Linked DNA regions of Zea mays: region 2 is linked to region 1. Evidence: chromatin contacts called from public Hi-C data. All regions are on one chromosome and are shown on one strand. Each heading gives the region's core, a stretch centred on a gene start, on an enhancer-like site or on the middle of the called end of the contact. The rest is flanking DNA. Distances are from core to core; before and after follow the strand shown. Region 1 holds the start of LOC103643394 (phosphatidylinositol 4-phosphate 5-kinase 9). Region 2 holds the start of LOC103643397 (formin-like protein 4).

What was found. Hi-C and Micro-C count contacts between places; a contact is called where the count stands out from the background.
Region 2: a Hi-C map of tassel shows a contact between it and region 1, with 2.3 times the contacts expected there. The contact joins the promoter of LOC103643397 here to the promoter of LOC103643394 in region 1. A contact is called at or near these places in 5 of 25 Hi-C or Micro-C datasets (ear, leaf and tassel).

Annotation. Positions count from the first base shown.
Region 1 is chr1:231,818,905-231,826,600 of Zm-B73-REFERENCE-NAM-5.0, reverse strand. It overlaps LOC103643394 (phosphatidylinositol 4-phosphate 5-kinase 9), which reads left to right and starts at 4,605. Exons shown (of 9, transcript XM_008666568.4): 1 at 4,605-5,296; 2 at 6,181-7,489. The coding sequence starts at 6,240.
Region 2 is chr1:232,025,263-232,032,958 of Zm-B73-REFERENCE-NAM-5.0, reverse strand. It overlaps LOC103643397 (formin-like protein 4), which reads right to left and starts at 3,630. Exons shown (of 4, transcript XM_008666569.3): 1 at 2,134-3,630; 2 at 1,832-2,031; 3 at 1,153-1,394; 4 at 67-1,004. The coding sequence starts at 3,449. The coding sequence ends at 183. It also overlaps the pseudogene LOC103645336.

The DNA.
Region 1 (7,696 bases), core at 3,356-5,855:
TCGTCCATAATAGCTTCAGCCATCTTTTTAATTTCGTCGTCTCCTTTCGGCTGAGAGCCCGGAGACGCTTCAGCAGGATCTGAAGGAGGACAGGATACGACTACATTGCTATTACAAACTGAAAATGAAGTTTAAAACCCAAAAATTACCACACAATAAAAACCATTAGTTAATACCTAGTTGCCCTTCGGGCTCTGCGCTCTTCTCAGCAGCCTCAGCTATTTCTCTAGCATCGTGAATGCCCTTTTCGCTTTTTCGAATAATTTCTCGAGCCATTTCCCGGCCACCATTATCCTAGACGTCGGTGAAAAATTTTCCACCAACCATGCTAGCTTCAGCCGATGGATCTCTTGCATCTTCGAAGGACAAGCTAGCTTCGGATTGTGCTAAGATCTTTACATGATTGCAGCCCTTCTTCTCCAAAATAGTGGCAATCCCCCTGGCCCCCGAGAAAGCACATATGTCTCCGCGGCTATTTAAAATTTCTTCGAAGGCTTCAGCTTCCTGATTAATCCATTCAAGGGGACCTTCGGGGTTGCCTCTTGTAAAGTTTTCTTCGTTCGAAAATGCGCCGACGCTGGCGAAGCTAGCTTTCAACTTCTTGACACATTCTATAGATTTGTTATAACATCTTTTCTTAGATGAACGAAGCTCTTCAACAGTTCCCTCTAAATGATTTGCCCATTGGTCGCTGAGTTCTCGCTTCGTTTCTTCAAGCATGCGTTCCTCTTTGGCTCTAGCCAGTTGTTTTCGAAGATCTTCAATTTCGCGCTTCTGAGCTTCAGCTTGACCTTTAAAAGTAGTTTCGTCTTCCTTTATTCTATTTATTAATGAATGTAATATCTTATCTTTTTCGAGACCTTCGTTCCTCAGTTCAATTACTTCGGAACGAAGGTTGCTCAGGGCTATGGCACACCCTTCGTCTTCAGCATCTTTTTGGGCCCTGAGGGCATTGCTAAGTATCAGGCCCTGCAAAGAAGAATAAGTGTATGTCATTAGATTTAAGCAAACAAAAAATTTTGGTCTCAGCAAAAATACAAAGATCCCATTTGTTGCACCTTTAAGCTATTATATGCCAGGCTGTCGGCCAGATCATTCTTCGACAGCACCGAGAGCCCGTCTTCTAATGTTGGGAATCCGAAGCTCTTGCTCATCTCCCGACAGACAGAAATCTCTTTGCTGTCAGGGAGACAATACAAAAAGTCTTCTTCTCCACTGCCATTGAATATTAGCGCCCCCTTTGGATAATTCAGTTTTTGGGCGTAGCGTTGGGCCTCTTGCTTTTCTTTTTCTGATAATTTTTTCCCCGAAGCATGACGAACAATATAATCAGAGTCTTTAGGGGATGCTTCGAGGGCAATGATACTGATTTCTTCAACAAAAGTTGGCTTTGTTATTTTTTCTTCCTCGGTTTCCAAGGATTTAATCTTCGTAGGCTCTGAGGACCCAGCTCCGGCTTCAGTTTCTTGCTCGAGAACTTTAATATCAGAAATTTCAGTTTTCGCTTCGGGAATGGCAATAGTTTTCTTCGGAGGTGTGCTTGAAGATTTAATTGTTTCCAGAACATCTAGCACATTAGCCATTCTCTTTCTCTTCGGAGTCACTACTGGCACCTTTTGATTTTTTACTGTCTCAACATTTGCTGCAGGACTCAAAACTTCTGATGTTTTTTCCTCAGTTGGTTTTTTCACTTCTTCCATTTTTTCTGTGGATGGCGCTTCGGCCATCTCTTTTGTTTCTGGTAACAAAATCTTCGGTTCTTCTAATTCTATCCTTGTTGGCGTTTCGGCCATTTCTGCGGCTTCTGGCAGCAAGGTCAGTTTGGTTGGCTTTTCAGCTTCGGTGGCCGAAGAAGTTTCTCCGGTGAACTCAGGCACCGAAGCTGGTTCAATATAGCGCGGCCGATGTGTAAGGACCTTTATCCTCTTTCTTTTCGGCTCGGGCTCGCTAGGAGCAGTTGCCGCTTCTTCTTTCGCAGAGGTTGTGTTTTTTCTTTTTTGCCCTCGAATGGGATAACGATAGTCAGGGTAGACGAACCCGATTGCATCAAACACCCGATTCAGCCTCTTCTTTTTTCGGCCTCCGAAGGCTGCTGACAGTGCAGTATCTTCGGCCTTCGAATAAGCCCCAAGCAATTCATCACTTAAATTTTCGAGAAAATTCCTGGTATGCCATCAGATTTTATACTCATCCCTTGTGTGCCACTGAGTGGCATATAGGTATATTTTTTGGTGTCTATGACATGTGGGGCCAGTGGCATACAAGGAATGAGTATATTTTCCAGTGGCATACAGGGAATTGGCCCTAAATTTTCAATACTTTTTAACCAGTCGTCATCTGGCTCAACGAATTTATCTCCGAACTTAAAAGTATATTTCAGCCTCATAAGTCCACCTTCGTCGGTTTCTTTTATGGTTTCTTGCGGCATTTCCCATTTCTCCGCGAGCGGCCATACCCTGAAGGCAATATGCTCTTGTACTAAATCTCTCGTCCCAATAAAAGAACAGATAACGTCGAAGGCTCTCTGGCATTCTTCGGCAGCTTCATTCATTTCAACCTTCGGCCTCCGAAGGCCGAAGCTTTGCCAAATAGGGCGCATAATTATACCTTTGATATCTTCTTGTACTGTCAGGTCATTCTTCACATAAAACCATTCTGTCATCCAGTCGCTGGGCCATCTCTTCCGAAAGGTTGGCACGGGGCAACTTGACCCGGATCGAGAAATGAAACTGTAGCAGCCAAAATTATTATGGTACTGTTCTTTACCCCAAGGTTTTGTTTCGTATGATAATTCGTGTATGTTGCAGAAACTTTTTGCATCAGGCTTCAGACCTTGGCTTCTCACGGCCCACACGAAGATATTCAGCCTTATGATTGCCTCGGGGGTAAGTTGGTGAAGATAGACTTCGAATATTTTCAGCACCTCTACAACAAACTCGCTCAGGGGAAATCTTAGTCCAGCTTTCAAAAAGCTTCGGTACACTACGACTTTATTCTCTTCAGGGTGTGGACAAGTTTTTTCCCCTTCGTCGGCCCTCACAATGGACAAATCCCAGAAATACCTTCCTCTCATGTTAACAAGATGATTTTCTTTGATAGTTGATTTGCCGAAAACCGCATGGCTTGGTCGCCAAGGGCGATCTTCGGAGTCTTCACCACCACTGTCCACATCATAACTGTCGCTGTCACCAGTATCTTCAGACAAACCTTCCAGAATCTCCTTGGTGATTTTTTCTGTATTCGTCTTCGACATCGCTATAAGAAACCCCAAGTTCTTCTCTTCGTCGAGACTCAGCTTCATCTCAGCAGCAGCTTTCTTCTCTTCAGACATCTTCGGAAACGCTAAAAAAACTGTTTTCAAAGCCGAAGCTTTAAAACTAAACGCTCAGCAAATTTTAGTGCGCAAGAGCTAAAAATTGAGTGAGCGGGAGCAGATGGCAAGAGAGCGTGCCAAATGAGTTTGCGGTATGACTGTATTTATACGCCCAGTGCGTTGAAAATTGAAAGACCCCACTTGTCAGAGAATGTTGCTATTCTAGCAAAGGGAAGGTGTTTTTTCGGACCTTCGGCATAAAGCCTTCGTCCATGTCGCAATCTAAATTTATTATTTTAAACAAATTAATATTGCGAGGGGCTACTGTTTGGGGCCTTCGGCTTACGAAGGTCCTCAAAAACAGGATTTGACAGTATTTCTGGAGTATAATGTGTGAACAGGTATCTTCGGACTCAAGTCGGCATCACAGCAGACCAGAATAATACGAAGGTTGATACAGCGCCGAAGGTGTGAGCAGGAAAGCTTCGGCGTGATAGCAAAAAATGAAACCGACTTAAAGATGAAAAGGCTATTCAGATCTCGATAGATTACTATAGAATTATTATCAAATATAAAGAGCATAAATGTAATTTTGTATGAGCTGTGTCCTGTGCCTATAAATAGGTGAACAGTACCCCGTACTGTTCACGCTGATCTGGCATTTGCTTTTGCGTCACACCTGTACTTTCATATACTTCCAAGCTGAAGGTACATTTGTAATTCAATGTTATTACTGTTTCCTCACAATAATAATATATAATTGTCTATGTTATCATTTATATTCCTCATAATCCATTCTTCATCATCGTTTGCCATGTTTATGAAGGTATGTCCTTCATAACCTTCGTTCAAAAGTCATTATATCCTAAGAGAAATAATGTTCCGAAGAACGAAGGACATTATAAAATTAACATTTTCTGTGTTGCCTTGTTCTTAACTCATAGCATTTGAGAATAAGTCTCCAACAAGCGGAATGCTGCAGCGTTTTAAGGAATGGTGTGTGTAATTTCTGTCTGAGTGATTTTTTATCTCTCTTTTAGCGTTTTTGTTTAGGATGGACGGTGTTATCTGCTCTTCTTTATACGTGGTTTTCTTTCCTTTTCCCTATATAATATATTTTGCCACGACAACTCCCTTACCGTGCTTTCGAAAAAAATGTACACATAAACAAGATATAGTAAACGTCGTCCTCATTCATTATTATACTTATAATAATTTGTTGTTTCCCTTTCGATTTTTCAATCATCTAGCTTTTCGTCCCTTTTGTCTCCCACGAGTCCACGACGACGATCGGCGAGCCAGTCCAAGACCGCAAGAGGCCAAATCCAATCGCGAACCACCGCCGGCGCCATCGTCTACGTCTACTACCTGCTCCCGCCCAGAGGCCGCAGCATCCACCACTCGAGGACTTGCAGAGTCTGCAGCAGCAGCTTCAGCTGGCCAGACTCCGTCCGCCGATCAACACACGGGCACAACGCCTCCCGTTTCCTCGTTTCGAGGCTGCACCGCGCCGCCTCCAAGACGCCGGGAGCCTCATCGCCTCCTCTGGCGAAAAACCGCTTCTCTCCGGCGAGCTGCCTCCGTTTCCGGGTGATCGAGTCTACGCGCGCATCGCCTCTTCCCAAGGCAGGATAGGATCCCTTATCGGCCTGACGCGATTCGTGGATCCGACGGCGAGGTCTGCGCCGTCCACAGGCCACAGCTTACAGCACCGCTCCTCCCCTCTCCTTGTCCTTACTCTGGCAGCGCAACCCTCCCTGCTTCGACTGTCCTTTTTTTCCACATGGAGACTCACTAGACTACTAGAGTTGTCCCTCCGCTAGCCGCACGGATCATCTCCGTCCTCACCTATTCTCTCTCTCTCTCTCTCTCTCTCTCTCTCTCTCTCTCTCTCTCTCTCTCTCGCTCGCTCTGCAGGTCTTGGAGGTAGTGCCGTCGACGAGGCATCTCCACCCCTCCGGCGAGCTCCCCTTCCAAAAAGTGGTGAGGTAAGCCTGCTCCCATTCCTTACCTTTAGTCTCGTATAGGTGTGAATATCTCGTGTAATTCTTCTGAAGACAAAACTCACAGTTGACGATTAGAAGTTTAGAACTATGCAAAACTACGACGATCATGTATGTACTTCCACTCGCTGAATCAGACATGACCAGTTGTTTTGCTTTTCTTCAGGAAAAGATAAAATAAAAAAAGTAAGACTATATTCATGATTCTCAGACTCTGAACCATGTCGGTGTTGTCTCTAGTATACTTGCTTTGTTATGTGTAGCACAGGGTTATGCTGAGCTGTGTAGCGCATGGATAAGAGATCGTTTTGGTTCTATTTTCATTTTCATATATTACTTCACGCGTACCTTTAAATTCCTAATTTCAATTTATCCTTGATTAAAATGTTTACGAATTGTTCTCCACAAATCATTACAAGACTAAAGAAAAGCGCAGGGATGCTACAGGAAACAATTTGCCCTACGTAAAGAACAATAGGAAACACCTTAAGGTAAACCGGGACTCTCCCAGATTAACCAGGATTGATCAAACATTCAGTAGGGCCTTTAATCTTATGAATGAAATAAGGTAACTAAGAAAGAACCATGGTAAATTCATCAAGATTGAGCAAAGTTCCTTTTCAAAACACCTTTATTCATCAGAAATAAGGTAAAGGATCAAGTATTCCAGATTAATGCCCAGGGTGTCTCCTATTGCTCTCTCAGTAGGACAGATTGTTCATTGTAGCCTCTCTGCATCCTTCCTTAATCTTATATGACAATTTGTGGGAAAAAGTTCCAAAAATGGAATGTTTATAACTTGGTTAATTCCAGTGCATCTTATATATATAGTATGGCTTAAACATCTCATCTAACCTTTCTCAGGCAGTGCTTTGGATATTAGCTTTTGCATTTTAGTGGATCGGTACTCCCAGGGGTTATGCATGACAGCCCCTGTGGCTCTTCCAAATGATCGAGCAGCAGTCTCCCATTCTGCAAGGGTTGACTTATTCCGAGACACTAGTTGCAACATAGAAAAGGAGGTGTTGGCCAGTATGGGAAATGACCAAGATTCGACTGCTGCTGGAACAAATCCTGGTTTCAGAGTTGGGGAGATCAGGTTTGGCAATGGAGATGTTTATTCTGGCACATTGTTGGGGAACACACCAGAGGGTTCAGGCCAGTATCGCTGGTCAGATGGTTGCACCTATGACGGTGAGTGGACGAGAGGGATGAGGCATGGGCAAGGAAAGACGCAATGGCCATCTGGAGCCACCTATGAGGGCGAGTATTCTCGCGGCTATGTATACGGTGAAGGCACCTATACGGGTCCAGATAAAATCATCTACAAGGGACGGTGGAAGTTGAATCGCAAGCATGGGCTTGGATATCAGACATATCCAAATGGAGACACGTTTGAAGGTTCGTGGATTCAGGGAGAAATAGTAGGTCACGGGAAGTACACATGGGCAAATGAGGACACTTACGTTGGCAACATGAAAAGTGGCAGGATGTCAGGGAAAGGAACTCTTACATGGAAAAATGGGGACTCATATGAGGGTAACTGGATAGATGGCATGATGCATGGGTATGGAATCTATACATGGAATGAATGCGGGTATTACATTGGAACATGGACAAGGGGACTGAAGGATGGGAAAGGTAAATTCTATCCGGAAGGTTGCAGAGTTCCTGTTAACGATGAGCTGTATATCAAAAATCTAAGAAACCGTGGTGTACTGCCTGATATTAGAAGGCAGAATCATGGCTCACGCATACTTCACTCTTCCTCGGTTGACATGGGGAACATGAAGGTTGGTATAACCAGGCAATCTTCAGATGTTTTGTACAAAAGGAATCCAACTGAGCAGCCTCCTTTGAAGAATGTGTCTTTGGAAAGACGGTGGAGCCTTGAGGTGGCTATTGAAAAGTTTATTGGCCATGAATCGATTGAAAGTTCTGGTCAAGAAAGCTTGGAAAACTTGAGTGATTCTCGTATGCCCATACTGGAAAGAGAATACATGCAAGGCGTTCTAATCAGTGAGGTGGTTCTTGACAGGAGTTTTTCAGACTCCTCAAAGAAGACAAAACGCCGCCAGAAGAAAATGGTAAGGGACACAAAAAGGCCTGGAGAGGCGATAATTAAGGGACACAGAAGCTATGATTTAATGCTCAGCCTGCAGATTGGAATCAGGTAGCACCTCCTGAGATCATGGTTTCAGTTTGCATTCTTTTTTTCTGTTCATTGTTTGTTCAGCTATTACTAGCTTAGCTACTCCCTAATGAGTGTTCTTGTTTATAGAATAATCCTCTCTTGGAACCATATAATAGGTTCCTTGTCATTAGGCTCGTGGAACTAGTGATGTATTTTTGAAAAATGGCTGGTATCATTTATTCATTT
Region 2 (7,696 bases), core at 2,381-4,880, 210 kb before region 1:
GGAGACAGAGGCGGGGGCGGTTGCCGTAGAGCGAGCAGGCAGAACACTGTGTGTGCACGCCTACAGTAGTAACTTAAGGAGTAGTAGAGATATATATATATATATGTGCATAATGTGCTTGGTTTGCATCTATAAGGTGTTCTTGTAGTTCTGTTCTTTTCCCTGTCCGTGCTCCCCATTCCCTACGGCGACCAACTCTCCTCCTCGTCGTCATCGTCTCCTCTTGCATGCTGGCCGTACATTCTCAGGTTCGCCATTGCCGTGGCCGCTGACATGCGGAAGGACCTCGCGGACCCAACCACCGTCCTGTCCTGCTGGCTGACCTCCCTGCAGACACGGTCCAGCGTGGACAGGAAGTCCCTGACCACCACGAAGATCCTCAGAGGGTGCGCCTCCTCCCTGGCAGCGTCACCGTGGAAATACACGGTGATCTCCTTCACTCTCCCCAGGGCCCTCTCCTCGTCGCGCCTGACTCGTCCGATCTCCGCCCCAGCCTCCTCGAGAAACCCACGCATCCTGGCGAAAAACCTGTGGTGGTGGCCTTGGGCTTGCAATTGGGCGCACTGCTTCTCGAGCGCGAGGACCGACCTGACCCCGCCGAGCCCGGCCTGGAGCTTGGACACGTAGCCGTGAAGCACGTCGAAGTCCATGGCGGCTGCCTTCCTGACGTTCCCGAGCTCGCCGCTCAGCCCGGACACTACCTTCAGCCCTTGCTTACTACGGAACGTCTCGTCTCTCGCGATCTTTCTGGCCTCATCCTCTGCGGCTCTCTCGGACGTCGTCCTCGCGTCCTCCTCCGACCGGACCATCTCCTGGACGACGAAGTGCAGCAGGGTGGTCTTGCCGTCGGCGCCTTTGACGTCCGCGAGCTTGAGCAGAGTGTCCAGCTTGAAGGCTCTTGCCTGCCCACGGTTCGTGCCGACGTTCATTCGGTTCCCGGCTTGCAGGACAGCTTCGAGTAGCTTCAGGAACAGTCTACTGCCTTTTAGATCGTCGCAGGCTCCCTGCAACACCATGCGCGCGAATAACGTCAGAGCTACTCATGCATACAGAGTCGCATCATTGCTACTAAGAAGGCACGGGGATCATCAGAGAGGCTTGTATTCTTTTAGATAGTAAAAATGATGCATAATAATATACAGATTCATGTACCTCTAGTGTCTGGAAAGATTTCCTGAGGTAGTTAATTTCGCCGTCGAAATTCGCCCGGTAGAGCATGGCGTCCACTCTTTTGAAGCAGAAAGGGATGTCAAGCAGCGCCCTGAGAAACCGCTCCGCGGAACCGAGCTTCGATATATCCCCAGTGAAGTTGCGGAGTTTGAGCTCTTCCTCTTTTGTAGGAGCCATCTTTGCCAAGGTTTCCAACAGATCCGCCCCCAGGCATTCAGCGTTGCCTGTTTTTAACAGTGCCAGTAGCAATAGACGTTGTGAGTAGCTTTGGATGCTGTCATGTAGATGTAGGTCACTGAACATTCTGTGAACAGTATGTATTTGCATATTCGCCTTAATTTGAACCCAAAGTGCTCAAACATACTACCCATTCATATGAACATTAAAAGTTATTAAGCTTCCAAACATGTTGGTTCTAAAAATATTCAGTCCAAAACTACACTAGTCTGATACTATTAGAATGTAAAGGGTGATTGGATATTCAGAGTTCTGTTGGACACTCAAATATTTTAGCAAACTCTATTGTTGAGGTTACCTTACAAATGTCCATATCATAACTAATTAACAATAATGTCCCAGCAACTTACACAGAATGTTCAGTCTAAGACAGATATTAGTCGAGGTTAGCTTAGAAATATCCATCAATCGAAGGATTTCTCACCGTCTAGCAGCGCATCCGTGACCTCTTCCAGAGTGACGTTCAGTGCGCGCAGCAGGATGGCGATGTTCTGCGCCTTCTTAGGATCAAGGACCTTCTCTTGGGCACCGCATAGCGGCACTCCAGGCTTTCTAAGTGTATCCCTAGGAGGCGCATTTGCAGCATTGTTCGTGAAAAGCACCTCGATCATGTCCTCATCCAACCTGCCGGGAAAAACTCGTGTCAACATCACTTTTTTTACGTATGATTTAGCCGTGTGTGTGTGCGTGTGTGTGTGTATGTCTGGTATGAGAATGTATCTTAACTGGAATGAGTTGGACTCGAGCCGGTCCCAGACCATGTCGCGGTCGGAGGACGCCCGGACCGTGTCCCAGTGCAGCGGCTTCAGCTTGGGACGGGCTTCGTCGCCGGCAGCGGCAGGATCATCGTTCGTCCGAATCGGCATGCCGTCGTTGTCCTTGTTCACCGCCATGACGGGTGCGCTCGGAACAGCGACACCTGGCCCCTCTGTTTGCTTTAGTTTGTGAAGCCGGCGCGTTGACAATGGTGTATAGGATGGTTCCGGTGGTGGTGGAGAAGGTTTTGGGACTGCGTTGGTGCATCTTGGCGGTGGTGGTGGAGGAGGTGGTGGTGGGTTGGAGGGTGGCGAGACCACTTGTTTGATCATATCCGAGGCGGAGCCTGCGGAGAAGCGAGTCCGCGGCAGAGTGCGACGGGAGCGTGGCACAGGAGGGGCGGGCGGAGGAGGCGCCACGCTTGCAGCTGGAACGGCGGCGGCCGGCGTCGGTGGGAAGAAATCGCTGGTGAGGCTGGGGAGGCTGCGGCGGGAGGGGGTGGTGGTCCGCGGGCTGGACGCGCTCGCCTCGCTCCACGTCCCGGTCCCGGCGCCCTCGCCGCCCGCGGACCCCGCCGAGCGCTGGCCCGGCGTGTAGTACGCGGCGTCCTCGTCGGACGACCCCGCGCGCCGGAGCGGCGGGAGCGGCCTGAGTTCCGGGCTCGGGACGGTGTCGACGTCGCGGCACATGCCCCACCTGGCGCGCTCCGAGCGGGCTTTCCGGTGCGGTGTGGAAGTGGCAGTCGCACCCGACGACGAGGCCGCCGCCGCCGCCGCAGAGGTGCCCACCGCGTCGGCGTGCAGCACGACCGCGGAGGCTGGCCCGGGGTGCGCGGCGGCGGCGAGGCCGGTGGGTTTGTGCGTCCACGCGGGGTGCCGCGCGAGACGGCCCGTCAGGAGAAACGCGGCGGCGAAGGCGAGCAGCGCGAGGACGGCCGCCGCGGCCGCAGAGGCGACGACGATGGCCGCCTTGGGCGTTCCGCCGCCGCCGCCGCCGTGGCGCCGCGGGGCCGGGCCAGTGCGGGACGAAGAGGCGTCCGCGGCGACAGTGTTCGGTGGCGGCGGAGCGGGGAGTAGCGCCGGCCCCCCGTTGTAGACGGGTGGGACGGGTGTGGAGGGATCGGAGGCGAATCCCGGTGCTGGAGGCGCCGTGGTGGATGGCGGCGGGGTCCATTCGATAGGGAAGAGCGGCTCGTGCAGCGCACGCCTGGTGTCGCCGGCGGCGGCCGAGTGGACGAGGAAGAGGAAGAGGAGTGAGGCGAGCCTGAGTAGTGGAGCTGGAGACATCGGTAGGAGACAGGGAGAGAGAGAGAGAGAGAGAGTGATGAACTCCTAGAGAGAGGGCCAGAGAGGGAGCGAGGTTGATGACAGTGGAGTGGGAGTGCGGAGTGCCGGAGGAGTGGTAATGCAAGGACCAAGGAGACACGACAGTCGACAGGAGAAAGGAATGCGTGCGGGAAGAGGAAGGAAGCCGCCATTTTCTGGGTTTGCTTGATAACAACGTCTCCCGCGCACCCGTAGCATTTTTTTTCCTTCAGATAATAGCAGGGACTTTCTCCACACGCCATGTGGCGTGTGGTCGCACGGGTCCACCAAATTGATTTCCCTCGCACTCGTAGCACTTTTTCTTTAGACAATAACAGGGAATTTTGCAATTTCGATCAACATTTTTTCGCAGTGAATTCGCACTCCATGCGTGTACAGTATTAGAAATTCCCGAGTTTTCCGCTACCACTTCTACTGTTTTAATTAATTTAAATGTCGTTTTAGTGTTTGTAACTACACAATTATTATGTATCTAGGCATCTTATTTTTAGTATATTAGTATATTGTCCGTGTTGACGCTACGATTCCAAAAAGGAGAGAGGGTGAACAGTAGCGGCGACAACTTAAGGAGAGAGGTTGTCAACGATGACTGCATGAGTGAGGGGGGATGGGTGGAGGGAGGAGGAGGGTGAGCGAGAAGCTGGGACGACGGGGTCACAAGGAAGGGGTAGGGGAGAGATGAGTGATGAGAGATAATCCAAATAATATTATCCATTAAATTTGACTAAGGGAGATTGAGTTATCTAGCAATATAAAACATTGATTTTGATGATATATTAAGTCTGGATGTAATTTGTTTGATGGATTTAGTGAAGGTTATAGATATGACGTGATTTTGGTTAGATGGGTTTTGAAAAGTTTAAACTGGTGGATTATAATGGTATAAATAGTAAAATCTATACGCTAAAACAAAATCACATATACAATACTTTATAACAAAGTGACACTCATTAAGAGCATGTTTATATACATATGGGCATACGGTGAGTTACTAGTCAGGGTTAAAAATTAACCTAAATTAGCTACAGTTGGCTACCGAGCATATGGACGGTGCTCGACGACGAAGGTGAAGGTCATGCAGGTTCATATCGATGGGTCGGGAGCGGCGAAGGACAAGCGCTGGGACTTGACCGAAGAACTAGAGTCGTCGGGTGACTTGCCGTGGTGACTGACACCTGGGACACGCACTCGTGTGAGGTCGTGGCAGAGCAGATCATGTCGCTGACATGGTTCAGGACTGGCGGGACACATGTCTAGGAGTGAGGGACCACATGTGGTACACTACTCGCGACTGTTTGGTAGTTGAGCCTCAAAAAACCACTCAGCGCTACATATGGCGGTTTTGCTGAGTTTGGGCCTCAAAACTCGGCGGTGTCGATTCCGACTGGAATCAGAGGCGGCACGTGGCGTCATAGCGAAGGGTGCGTCGAGGCGAAGCAATTTCGTGTGGAGCGTGTGACCGTCAGATCAAAATCCCAGGAGTTGGTTCATCTCGCCTCCGGCAAAGTGGATAAGCTCTATGTATATAGGGGTAGTTTAGGAAGTAGCAATAAACCTTTATAAATAGAAGGGTGGGCTGATTGTTTCAGCCATCTCTATGGCTATCTGTGTTTTGTCTAGCTTACTTGTGTTTAAAAAACCCTAATTTCATTATCTAGTTTTCCCAGTAGTTTCGCCTGAGATCCGCAGATGATTTGAACTCCACATCTATGCATTTGTAATCTTCAACTCATCAATCAAAGGAAAGGTGGCCAGATCTATCCACATGGTTTGTTGAATCATGTGCTCAGTTTTGTCTTTGTTGTAGTTTTGATTCAATTTTGTCCTTGCTCTCTTCCCTTTCCTTTTCTCTTTAGATTGTGGAAGAACCTTCGAGTTTTTGAGTTGGGGATCATTTTGGGGTTTCTCTCTGGGTTTGATTCGGTCCTTAGACCACTAAGAACATCTGGTTTGTACAATTTTTGGTTGTAGATTGATCTAAAATGTTTTGATAAAAAAGGCAAACCCCAACAAAACCCTAAGTCGGTTCGTATTTTCTTATCTGCAATTGATTTACAAATCCGTTTGAGTTTAAAATATTTGGATATCATGAAAAGTCATTTGTCAAAGTGTGTAAAATTTCAGCTCAATCGGAGTCCGTTTGGTTACTTTCGCTTTTGAAAAATGAATTTTGAGCTGCTGAAAACAACACCGGATAACGACATGGTTTTAGGCCGATTCAGATTTTTTTCGGTGTCCGATTTACGGTCCGTTTGTTTTATTGGTCTCGTGTGAGTCCTAGGAACATTTTGAAATCATATGATCACTAGTTGGCTGATGTGCTTTTGGTTTGAGTGATTTCTTCATCTCAATTGAAGTTAAGAGTTCACTTTCCAGCTCTTAACAACAATTTTTGATTGACTCCCGTTCACCCACCTCTAGTCGCCTCACCGGTCTTCAATTGGTATTAGAGATGGTTAAGTATTTCCTTATCCTAATTGGTTTGAAATCCATGAAGGTGAGAGCACCTAGAGGGGGTGAATAAGTGATCCTACAAATTTTGCTACAAACTCGGTTTATAATATGGATTAGAGGAAATAAAACTAAGTTTGAGAGTAGAGGAGAGAAAAAAGGCTCTTCACTTGATTGCTCCCATGAGATGAGTATTAAATTAGGAATAATATGTACGTGAAGTATAATCGCAAAGGAAGACTCAAATCACAATAAATTGAAGAGACAAGAGACACACCGATTTTTATCCCGTGGTTCGGTCAAGCGTAATATGAGGTATCAGGTAGGGGAAAAGGGAGGGCTACATGTGTGGCTAATCGATGGAGAAGATCGAAAGGAATCTTTGGGAGCAACCAATCAATTTGAGGGGCAAAGGAGATGCTAGCGCTGAGCGGGTAGTGTGAGCTTCAGCTAGAGCCCAAATGGCTTAAATAGGTGGGAGAAGGGGGCATTATCAGCTCGATTGCACTATGACTACGACCACGGTAGCCAATCCGCCACTATGATGCTGATGTCCACCACTACGAATGTCCAACTGGTGAAGAAATCAAGCTTAGGGAGAGGGAAGGGGCTAACAAGTGAGATCGAGCGATAGCGAGAGTGTGCAGGCATCTGACAAATGCTGTAGGCGTCAGACGGCTGCCAAGCGGGCCCTAGCAGTTAGTGAGAGAAAGGGAGGAAAATTCAATTTTCCAAAAATCTAAAACGAAGAGCTCAAAATATTCCATAAAAATAGCCATGTGGTGGATAAAAATATAAGGATCCCCCTCATCACAAAAAAATTAACATAACAAACATAATTAATGGTCATAAAATAAATAAGGCCTCATTTTTATTGGATCATTTATTTGAATTATGAAAGAAACGATAAAAGGAGTCACTAAGAATTAGGGTAAAACACTTAAGAGTTACATATTTGCACATGGTGAATTAGTAAATCAAACATAGCAAAGTTTTGTTATCAAACTTAAGTTACTTTATAAGATGGCATAGATCTTAATTCAAAATTATAAATGCTTAACAACAAACAAATATGAATGCTCATGTGGTATGCAAATGATGCTTATGATTAGGCACAACTTGGGAGGATCAAATAAAAGAGTGTGTTACATATATCTTTGAGCTATATGATCTCTAAGAAAATCATGGCATATGTCAATGTATTTGGTGTGTGAATATGGTACCAGATTGTTTACAAGTTTTATGACACTCTCTTGTCACACAAAAAATCTACCTTTTCTAAGACCACACCATAGTATAGAAATGATTGTTTTACGTGTATTATTTGTGCACAACAAGCATCCATGGCTATGTACTCCATTTTGGTGGTTGACAAGGCAACACTATTTTGTTTCTTTGAACTCAATGATACTAGTGATCTAGCAAGCATATGATACCCTCCTAAGGTAATTTTTCTATCAATTTTACACCCATCATAATCCAAGTTGGAATAGCCAATAAGTTCAAAATGATCTCCTTTTGTATACCAAAGTCCAATGCTCGACGTGTGCTTTAGGTACCTAAGGATTCTTTTAATGTCACTTATGGAGCTTCCTTAGGATTACCTTGAAATATAGCACACATACACACAATAACATGATGTCGGGCCCAGACACGGTTAAATACAACAAGCTACCATCATAGAATGATAGAGAGTTTAATCAATTGGGTACCTCCTTCATCTAGCTCAAGATATCCATTTGATGGCATTAGAATCT